Regions from separate parts of the Rattus norvegicus genome. Here region 2 is linked to region 1. The links are chromatin contacts, called in public Hi-C maps. All regions are on one chromosome and are shown on one strand. Each heading gives the region's core, a stretch centred on a gene start, on an enhancer-like site or on the middle of the called end of the contact. The rest is flanking DNA. Distances are from core to core; before and after follow the strand shown.

Region 1 (5,253 bases), core at 1,645-4,144:
AGGTGTGTACAGGTGTCCATTGAGTATGAAAAGGTTATTACATACCCTGACACTCTTATAGGCAGTTGTAACAGCCCAGTATGTATAGTGGGAACCAGACTAAGGTCATTTGAAAGAGTAGCAAGCGCTCTTAGACTTTGAGCGATTTCTACAATCGCTTGTGTTAAACTTTTTATTTCTAAGTAACAGTTACTATTAAGGAAAGAAAAAAATCAAGCTTTTGTTTCCTATTATAAAGTCTTTAGTGTCTTTATGTCTATTAGTAATCTTTTTTTGTTGTTGAAGGGTATTGTATTAATAACACAACAGAAAATGAATCTCAGGGAAAAAAATGCCCAGCAGTATAAAGGCAAAAGGACTTTTTTTTTCTCTTTCACAAGTCTCCGTTCATCATCACAGGGATGTTAAGAAAGCAGGAACTTGCAACAACTAGTCACATTACATCCACATTAAAGAGCAGAGAGCAATGACTTAAGGCACATGTATTAGTGTGCAGCCCAATTTCTCTCTTATACAACCCAGGGTCCCTTACCTAGGGAATGACACCACCCAAAGTGAGATCTCATTAATCAAGATAAATGGCCCACTCTTCAACTTTACCTAGACAATTGTCATCAAGATACCCTTCCAAAAGGATTCCAGATTGTATCAGTTGACAATTAAAACTAATCATTGCACCTGTTTTTTTCTGGGGGTGGGGTATAGGAATGTCAAATTGGTTCGGGTAATGTGAAGGCTGCAGAAACCATTGCCTTAGGCCAATTCTCCTTTCTCTGCAGAAAATCCAAATACTATTGTCATGCCATACCTGCCCAGGGAACTGTAATTACTCTCATACCACAACTCCCAGCCCCGTGCATTCCTGTGCCTCTACTCCAATTTCCCATATCTCAGACTGAGCCTGTCATCCTCAGTGAAATTGTTCCCTTTTCTGTGTTCTTCCTCATAGATCTACCAACTAGTGAGTTTTCTTCTCTCTCTTCTTCTCTCTCCTTATTGTTATTGAAATAAGCATCAAGACTTATCAATTTGCCTCTAAAACTGTTTTTAAAACAGAAGTTATTTTGTCTTATTTGTTTGTTTGTTTATTTATTACAGTCCAGTCATTGCCCACCTCCTGGTCTACCCTCCCACAGTTCCTCAGTCCATTCCTCCTCTCCTGACCAAGGCAGTTCAGTCAGTCAACAGGTTCTCCACAGCAGGAGTGAGGATTAAAAAGAAAAAGACTGTTAGACAATACTATAGCATGATCCCAGCCAGATCTGAGGCTGAAGTGGGTTTATTATTTTCTGGTCTGCTTTTAAAACACTTTAAGTACATGCAAAAAAATACCAGTCCTGGATCAAGGAACAAGCAAGGCAATAAACAAAATCCTATAAACACCTTTCTCAGGATGACCAAGACAAAAGAACTGCCACACATGCCTCCACTGAGCCTGCTCTGAGCTTTGCATTAACTCAAATGTAAACATTCTTAATCTGGGCCTATTTCCTGAGTCCTGGTCCAAAGTCAGATTCCTGCCTGGAGCTTACTTCTTTTGTCCTGGCCAAATTCCTGCCAAGTGTCTAGAAGTAAGCCAAGCCAAAAGGTTCTCTACCCTTTCCTCAGTCTCCAAGAGGATGCCCCACCCCATGCCTCCCCACTCCTTGGGGCCTCAAGTCTCTCAAGGTACTAAGACCCACTGAGAACAGACCAGGCAGTCCTCTGCTATATAGGTGTTGAGAGGCCTTGAACCAGCTTGTATATGCTGCCTAGTTGGGGATTCAATGTCTGAGAGATCTTGTGGGTCTGGGTTACATTGCTGGTAATACAGAAGGTTGACACTGCTGGTCCACAGAAGACTATTTTAACTTACCAATTTAAAGTGTTCAATTCATAGTCAAGCATGGGGAGGGCACCTGGAACCCCAGCACTTGGTTAGTTGAGGCAAAGGAATCACCCGTTCCAGACCAGTCTGTACTAAATAGTGAGTTGAAGGTCAGTCTGGTTACAAAGCATCGCTCTGTTTCTAATAAATACAGAAATAAGTGAAATAACTAAATAAAACTACGGTAATCACCCAGTGAACTAGATTGTTGGGGGGAGGGAGGCAATGGGGGGAGGATGGGGAGGGGAACACTTATAAAGAAGGGGATGGGGAGGGATTAGGGGGATGTTTGCCCGGAAACCAGGAAAGGGAATAACACTCAAAATGTAAATAAGAAATACTCAAGTTAATAATAAAAAAAAAGAAAAAAAAGAAAAATCAAATACCCAAGCCAAAACAAAACAAAACAAACAACAGCAAAAAAAAAAAAAAAAATACGGTAATCAATGATTTTAGTTTATTTACAAAACTATGTGCCCATTACTGTAATTAATTTTCATTAATTTTCATCACTCTTCAGAGAAATGTTCTGCCACTCGTACCTGTCTCTGTCTGACTTTTTTTTTCATTGCCTACACTGGCATCACATGATCTTAAATGAGGATTCACAATGTTTTCTTTTCTGGAGCCCTTTATTGTTACAGTTTCTTTTTGAAGTTTTAGGTCTATAATAAATATTTTTTGTGTGTATTGTGACTTCTAAATAAAAATGAATTCCTTTATTGCCAAGCAATTGGTCACTTCCTTTTTTCAGTCACTGATGGCCTAGGTCACTATAAGAAACTCTTCATGGTCCCTTTGTTTCCAGCCATGGCCACCATCATTCTGTATTTTGAATCAAATGAGTTTTCTTTCCGTGTGTGTGTGTGTGTGTGTGTGTGTGTGTGTGTGTGTGTGTGTGTGTTGATGTGTGTGAAAGGGCAGGCAAGCAGACGCCATGGAATTTGTGTAGATAAGAAGGAAACCTTGGGTGTCGACATTCACTTTCCACTCTGACAGAATCAATTTTTTTGCCCTGTGGGTGGTGGCTGTTGCACACATCAGGCTAACCAGTCCACAAGCTTCTGGGAATTCTCCTGTCTGTGACTCTCATTTTAGGAGCACTGGGATTGCAGACACATGCAGCCATGCCCATTATCATGTGTCATCTGAAGATTTGAACTCCATACACTTATCATACATTTAGTGAGCTTTTAACCCACCAAACCATCTCCCAGCTTACAAGAAGTTTTCCAAATTAATACCTTTTAGGGAAACATATCGTTAATGATTCAGAATCAACCTCAGACTTAGACTACTAAGGTACAAGGAATTGCAAAGAGAATTCAAAGTAGTCTCATATATCTACAGGTTGGTTTAATGACCATGTATCCAGTTTATTTTAAACATGTTCTATGAATATTATTAATGACTACAGAGTAACTAAAACTCTTATCACAAACTATAGAAAAAGTGAAAACAACTTTATTTTAGTGTTTGCCTTTTGTATTTTACTGTTGTTTTAAATTAATATATATATGTATATATATATATATTACTCTGTGTGTGTGTGTGTGTGTGTGTGTGTGTGTGTGTTATATAAAAGGACCCTTCTCAAAACTACTGGGTAAGAATACAACACAGCATGCAGTTGATTGTGAACAAAGATTGGGAAGAAATGGGAATTTTCTACCTAGTTTTAGAAGTAAGAATGACAGATATACCCTTTTGAGTTCAACAGCATGGACCTTGAACTTGTATGCCTCTTATGGAAGGTTAGCCATAATGAGTAACCAATAAGTCAATCTCCAGAGAAATAATCAAATGTCATACTGATAAGAGAATGAAATTGATCTTAACAACTGCAGTTCTTGAAAGTGCTAAATATTCTAGCATATATTGAATTTTGCAATTCAAAATGAATGTAGTAAAAAATGAATATAAGTGTCAATCTATCTCTGGGTCCCTCTTGAACCCCTCCATCCTGAATCTTTCAATAAAGATGAAAAGAATGTATTATAATTCAACATTAATTTATAAGACTTGAAGATTTTGCAAAACCAGAAATATTGATTTAAAGCTGTTAAAATGTAAAATGCATTTCCTATTTCTCTAACAAAGGATTAAATTATATTCCTAAGATTTTTCTTATTTTGTTGTAAAATGATTGGGTTATACAATCCAAAAGACTTAACTATTTTATTTTCATTGCACTTAAATCTTGGTGTTCAACCAAGATTCACAGGATGACTTGATAGTAAGACATTCTTACTGTGAGTCACTGGCACGCAAGAAAGCAACAGGGTGGGAGAAAGAGAAGGACTCTAAACATTTACTGGAACAAACATTGCATTATGAACAATATGCTATTTTTTCCTGGGAACTGACCAGTGAAACAGAAGCCTGTTTATGCTGCCTGCAGAAGAGCAATGAAAATGTACAGGTTGTGGGACCAGTGACAGCATGCATGAATGGCCAAGTGTTAGTGCGGGCTGCCCTGGAGTGATCCCGTGATCCCGCATCTGGTTCTCCGTTCTCAAGGGCGAGCCACGTGACGCTTCCAGTGGACACTCTGCTTAATTCATGCTGCCATCCACATCAGCCACTTACTGCATATGAGTTCTTTTGTGAAATAGTAGAAAGGAAACAATTCTGGATTAGTGGATTCAGCCAAGGAGCTGGAAGTCAGAAGTTCACAGGCATATCTAACAATGGCTTTTTGTATAATAGAGGGCAAGGTTCTTGCCTTCAGCAACTAGATTCCCATAGACTGACAGTATGCTACATTAAAGCAGTGATCTTTAAACCCAAGGAATTAGGTTAATCAGGAAAGCCCCCAATATTGACTGAGCAGTTACTACGCAGAAGGCACAGGCTGGTGAAGCAGGAGCACACATTTTAGAATGACAATTCCTTCTCCTCCCTTGATTCAAACGAAATCCTGTTGGAAAGCATCACTCACTATATTTCCTCCTTGACTTGTTTCCAGAGGTATTTGGAGTTATTCCTAGTTGATGGTGGTTACCAAGTTAGCTGCAGTGTTCGGTTCTCCAGGAACCCCTATCTCAGGCAATATCTATCTGACCCTAGAGCTTCACAACATTTCTTTTCTTTCAGAGGCTCCACCATTTTCATAAAGGAACCAGCAATTCATTTTTACCCATCAGGCATTAGCTGAGAACTTAGGCCAATTATACATAAAAATGTTTAAGACTGCGAAAGCAAAACAAAATAAAACAAAAAACAAAAACAGAAACAAGCAAACAAACAAAACCTCCTTGACTCTTTCACCAAGGTTCTCTGGACAGAATAGCAACCCGTGCTGTATAAGTAGTCTCTAGCTGGAAACGAGCCCTCAAACCTGTCATTCTCGCCTGGATGTACTCTCTAGCCTTTCAAAGCCTATT
Region 2 (5,705 bases), core at 2,138-4,637, 280 kb after region 1:
ACACTTCCAAGGGAGAACAATAAAACCACTTAGAAAATTACCATGTTTCCACCATTTAAACTCCCTATGCTGAAGAGTCAGAAATTATAGTCCAAGGACATTTATGGAGAGGGATCCTAGCAATCATCTCCAGATCTCTGCAAGAATCTGAGTAGTCTTTCCCCTAGAAGTCTGAGGCAATCGAAGATAGACATTTTGACAAATGTTCCACTTCACATTGAACTACAGTTCCCAATCACATGAACGTTATGCTATATGACTCTATGTCTAGTACCTGCCAGGGTTCATCCTCTAAAACATGATGTCATACATAGCCCACACAATGTCTGTCATTGGATACCAAGTTCCTGATCATACAAAAACACCAAGATGAAGAAACATTAGAAACAACTTATTTAACCAAATTATTGAAGCTATAATAAATTTAAATAATAGAATCACGATTTTATAAAACTCACATTACAAAATAAAGCACAATTATAGAAATTATATTGTTAAAATAAAAAAATAAAATAAAAATTCTGGAGTTAAAGTGTAATAGGCTAAAACTTAGACTTTCCTGTGCTTACAGTAGGTTGATACCGGAAAAGAAAAGTCTATGAGCTGGTCAGAGAAATAAGCTACTGTCAACAGCATCACTGACATCAACAGACAGGAGAAATAATAAAACAAAAGATGCACAAGAGAGATAAGCCTGTTGACACAAAGTGTTTGTTTTACATGTACAGCAGTATGGGTTTATACCTAGGACATACATTCAAAAAAATGTGAGGTATGATCCTGGTGAAGGAACAGAAACAGATTTCTGGGGCTCGCTGCCCATCCAACCAGGACCACTTAGCAAGCTCTAAGCAAAAGGGAGATCCTGTCTCAGAAAACAAGGTGAATAACTTCTGAGAAACAATACCAAGAGTTGCCCTCGGCCCTCCACATACATGTATATACCTCTACCTACACAGACACACATACACACAAAATAAATATGTAAATGAAAAGATGTGCATCATCTGTTCACAATCCACTTTTCTATACATTTAATTACATGTGTGTTGGGCCTTCTCTCCATGACATATATGAGTGTAGAATTTATGCTACATATACAACTACCTTTATGTAGTATCAGAATTGAGGAGGGAATGAAGCAGAGAAAAAAAATGCAGTTATAATTGTTTTCTCAAAATTGATTCAAAAAATTATGTCAAGATAGAGATCTGTAGAAAACTTTAGGCTCACAAAGATGATGGTAAAACAGGATCACAATTTGTCAGATCAACACAATCTGCTAAGGACCAGGAACAAACAAACAAACAAAAAAATGAAAAGACACTCAAAGAAAACATAGTCTTCATACCAGCATCAAGCTGGCACCTCCCTGTCTCACACCTCCATAAGAAAATGCTTCCAAAAGCAATCAGCGTAGTTGAGAATCACTAAAGGATAAAGAAAGTAAAACTAGAGCCCCACATTCTGGAGAAAAAGACTCCTAGGGAGACATGAACACAGCTATCTGCACATGTGCCCACATTGGGGAAATCTGTTGTTCACTGGCAAGAACAAAAAGAGGTTCAATTGTTCTTCAAGCAGAAAGAAAATGAGGCCAGGAAAGACGATAAATACAGGATGAACTGGAAGATAATAGATATGTGATTGCGTGGTTCAAATCAGTGATTTGTGCTTTTCTTCATTTTTAGATTGCATTGCAGATGCACAACGACTGGGTTCTGGTTACACCCTCCTCTGTGCACTTGTTGTATACCTTGATGTTGGAAGCAGATGTCTTTAAGTTGAGATGCTCTGGGCTCAGCCTCCCTGGTTACTGACACCTGCAGGTGCCAGGAAGTCAGTGGTCTGGGGCTTCCTATTATGTCTACAGAGTCACTGTGATGCCAACAGCAGCAACGCTCAACAAGGGGTTGTCAGCTGAATGGCAGAATGAATGGTATTGTGGGGGAATTGGGGAAAAGTAAGAAAGAGAATGGAAAGACAAAAAGTTACATAGAATTAATATGATAGGGCCAATGCAGAGCTGAGCCAGGTGGGAAATCTGACCACAGCACTTTTCATGACCACCATTTTCTCCGGAACACTATAACCCTATAAGGAAGTATCTAATCTTTTATTGAGTCTCAGTCCTGCTCCATTTTAGAAGCAATGCAGTGTGGCTAAATGTGCTCACTTTGAGCACAAGAGGTTAAGAGAGGAAGACTTGCACCTGTAGTAGCAAGTGTGTAATCCCAGAAGCTTGCTGCAGTCATCAGCAAGAGCTGATTGACCTGGCAAGGGCTGTTCCCATGAAAGCAGAAAGGGATCTCTGGGCTTCTGTCACCTCAGAGTGCCAACAGCCGGGCCTTACTGTTATTCTTGCAAAATGGCCATGAGTTCTTTACTTGTAGAGTTTCTTCTACAAGTTGTGAAGAAGATATTTCAATATCATGATTGGATCCTAATGGGCACGTGTCAGTGATTCACAGACTGACACTTAGGAAGGGGACTGAAGTCTTTAAACAGACAGCTACACACATATCTCCAAGAATTAAGACAGAGTATGGCAGAAACTTTTGCACTAAGGGCTGGGTGGGGAAGGTTTGCAGATGGAGCAGATGAAGCTAGAATAAAATCTCCTTCTGATGTTTTGTTTCAATCAAAAGGTTGGAACTGAATGAAACTTACAGATTAATATTTGCTAATTTTTAAAATCCTTTTAAAAAGTAAGCAAGTTTCATAATTATGTATCAACCATCCTTTTTTCAAATAGTTTATTTTTATTTTAATTATACATATGTATTTGTGTCTATATGTGGGTACTGTGCACCTGAAAACAGGTATCGACAGAGATCAAATGTGTTAGAGTTATAGTGACAGTGGTTGTGAGCCCATTCGTGGATGCTGGGAATTGAACTCAGCTTATCTGAAAGAGCATTGAATATTGTTCACTGCTGGGCCATATCTCTAATCTCTCAGCCATCTGTTTTTATCTTTCAATGTAGCAATTCATTGGTAGATGCTTCCCTACAGCATTATCCACATTTGTAGTTCAGGAATTGTATAGAATAGGTATCTTAAGATCCATTTCCTACAAGAAAACCTCTGTTAACCTGCAGTAAATTATTTTGGTGGATTAAACAGGCTGCTTTGGTTAGAGTTGGCACAAGGCTGTTAGAGGCACCAACCTGGGAGCTCACGTATGGGCTTTGTTTTTTCTTTTCTTTATCCACCAGAAAGGGTGTGGAAACTGTTTCTGCCTTCAGTTTAAGGGATACAGGCCTGCTGTCTCAGGCCTGCTGATTCTCTTTAGGTGCCTTCTCGATAGCTTTAGTTTTACACACCAGCACTATGTCAGGCAAACAGGAGATGCTCTCTGCCTGGGCAGAGAACATGGGGTGGGGTTGAAGAAGTTCATGGTGTGTTGATGGCATTCCTAGTCTCAGTGTGAAGTTTCCGAAATCCGTGCCTGCTGACTAGGACCACTCATTTAATTGGATCTTGCATACTTGCCTGGGTGATTGAATGACTAAAAGAATATACAAGTCATGTGATGCAGAATTAGCATAAACCCCCAACAAGTGTTATTCCTTTTATCCTACTGAAATGTCACAGTCTGTGCTTTCTGTGGACAGTCAATGCTTAAACATCATGAAAAAGCAACTCTGTGCCTTTGTTAACAGCCAGAGTTCAAGCACGGGTTGTTTGAGTAGTTCACATTAGTGTAGCATTAACTGAGCTCAAACAGAGACAGACTCTTCCCTTACAGCGATACGATTGGATCCATAGCTTTGTAAATTATTTGAAAGCCTGCACACACTTCTCTGCTATAAGAAACCAGAATGTGCCAATGCACACAGAAGGGACATCTTTTAAATTCCTGTCGTTTTTTACATGTGTTCTTCCTCATCAGTGATGGGCACACTTTCACAATTCTTCCCTCAGCCAGTGAGTTTGGAAGATTAGTCATTTTAGACTGGCTTCTGTCCTTGTTTGTCATGTCTACGTCACAAGGGTGTTGGAAGGATTAATTAGTCAACATGTAAGGCTCTTTGAAGATGAAAGCTCTCTAAATTGCTAAGCAGTGCTCGCATTCCTTCAGAGTACATATTTTTTCCTTTTATATTTACAAAAATCCACCCACCTCCCGCTAACCCTCTTGGCTAACATTATTTATCCAGCTTGCCTTTATTAAAAATTAACCAGCTTTGTTTTTTCCCCCAACAAGTTTCATAACATTTATTTACCCATGTCCTCATTTCTCTTCCCTATTTTCCCTGTGAGTCTTTCTCTTACTCAGAGAGTAAGAACACTTTTCTTCAAGACTTATGGACTTTGTGTTGTTCCTATTCATAATGTCTGTGGCCTGATACACCCACAGAGGAGAAAGAAGCCACTATTATTGCATTTCAGAGAGGCACATACTGGATGAGCTGCTGTAATTCCGAGGATGCTCAAATGCACTCTTACAGTTCTTTAAAGAAATGGTTTCCCACTTGGGAGAGGTAGTTTCTTTCTCCATGATCTAAACTTTCTCATGGAGTTTGTCCAAAGTCCTTTTGAGACTTAAAGATACAGTCAGGGGATGGCTGAGAAAGGAGGGGCTGCTGGATAGCACTTTAGTCTCTGTTCCTGTAGAACCAGCTGTGACAAGGAGGCCCAGCTGTGAAAAGTTCTGGGATTTTTCTGTTTCTTTGCAGTCCCATCAGATTTTTTACCTCACACATTCTGACATTTTCTTGTCTGTGGATTTTTGTGGTGAATAATGCAGAGAACCAGGCACCATGCCACACTACCTCCTGCTACTCTCTGTCCCCTGCGGTCTCTCTGCCTCCATGGCTAGCCCCATCAGCAGACATTCATCTACTTCCCATGGCGGGCCGCTGCCACGCCAGTCCCATATAGAGACCACCTATCTCGGGGCTCTCTCGCTGCGGACTCTGTTCACATTCCCAGCAACCTGGTAAAATCAAAACTCTAGAGGCTTGTAATTTATCAATCTGATGTATATCAGTAAATTCTCACCCCACAAAACATCCACACGATAAACTCAGAGCCAATTGACATTGATAGAAACCGCCCACCTAAATAAGACAAATAGTCCTGTAATCATCCACCCCTTAAGATATCCAGAGCTCCCTGTGGCTAATTACAGTCACATGGGGGTGGGTCCTTCTCCTCCATCTTTTTTATTCTCCTTCCCTTCTCTCTCCTGTTTTTCAAAAACTCTGCCCCCGCCTTTCTTTTTCACTGCCCAATCACAGGCCTTACCTTATCTCGTGTCTACTCTCACCTGCATATAGACATCAATACACATTTCACCCTTTCTGTCTAATTTTAAAAGAGAACTTTTCTCTCACATGTAAGCTGAGCACAAGGATTACCATTCTGTAATTTAGAAAGTATAAGCTATACCTCACACCCAGTCCTTCATTTTTGTCAATTAAATAGAATACTCTGTTATTTATCTTAAGAAAGGCTTAAAATCTATAGTGATGTCTTGGTTAGCTTGTATACTGTCTGAAAACTATCCAATTAAGTATGTTTTCTCAATATTAAATAGTGTGTGTCGGCTATGAGAGTATATAATTAGTCTTCAATCCTGTCAGAAATCTGAGAAGGAAGAATACTGTCTAAAAATATAGAAAGTCTAGCACAGCTTCCAGAACAGAGACAAGTAAGTTGTAGAGACAACTGACTACCTACACAATCCCCTGTTAGCC

What was found. Hi-C and Micro-C count contacts between places; a contact is called where the count stands out from the background.
Region 2: a Hi-C map of liver shows a contact between it and region 1, with 2.6 times the contacts expected there. The contact joins two enhancer-like sites. A contact is called at or near these places in 3 of 12 Hi-C or Micro-C datasets (kidney and liver).

Annotation. Positions count from the first base shown.
Region 1 is chr17:61,233,962-61,239,214 of GRCr8, forward strand. No RefSeq gene overlaps it. Among named protein-coding and RNA genes, the nearest start is that of Wac, 620 kb to the left of the region's middle. Within about 2 kb of position 2,895, at least 4 of the 93 cell types and tissues checked have an H3K27ac peak or open chromatin away from gene starts, as enhancers often do. A contact at or near this core is called in liver, where this site is marked.
Region 2 is chr17:61,512,499-61,518,203 of GRCr8, forward strand. No RefSeq gene overlaps it. Among named protein-coding and RNA genes, the nearest start is that of Trnaa-agc37, 380 kb to the right of the region's middle. Within about 2 kb of position 3,388, at least 1 of the 93 cell types and tissues checked has an H3K27ac peak or open chromatin away from gene starts, as enhancers often do. A contact at or near this core is called in liver, where this site is marked.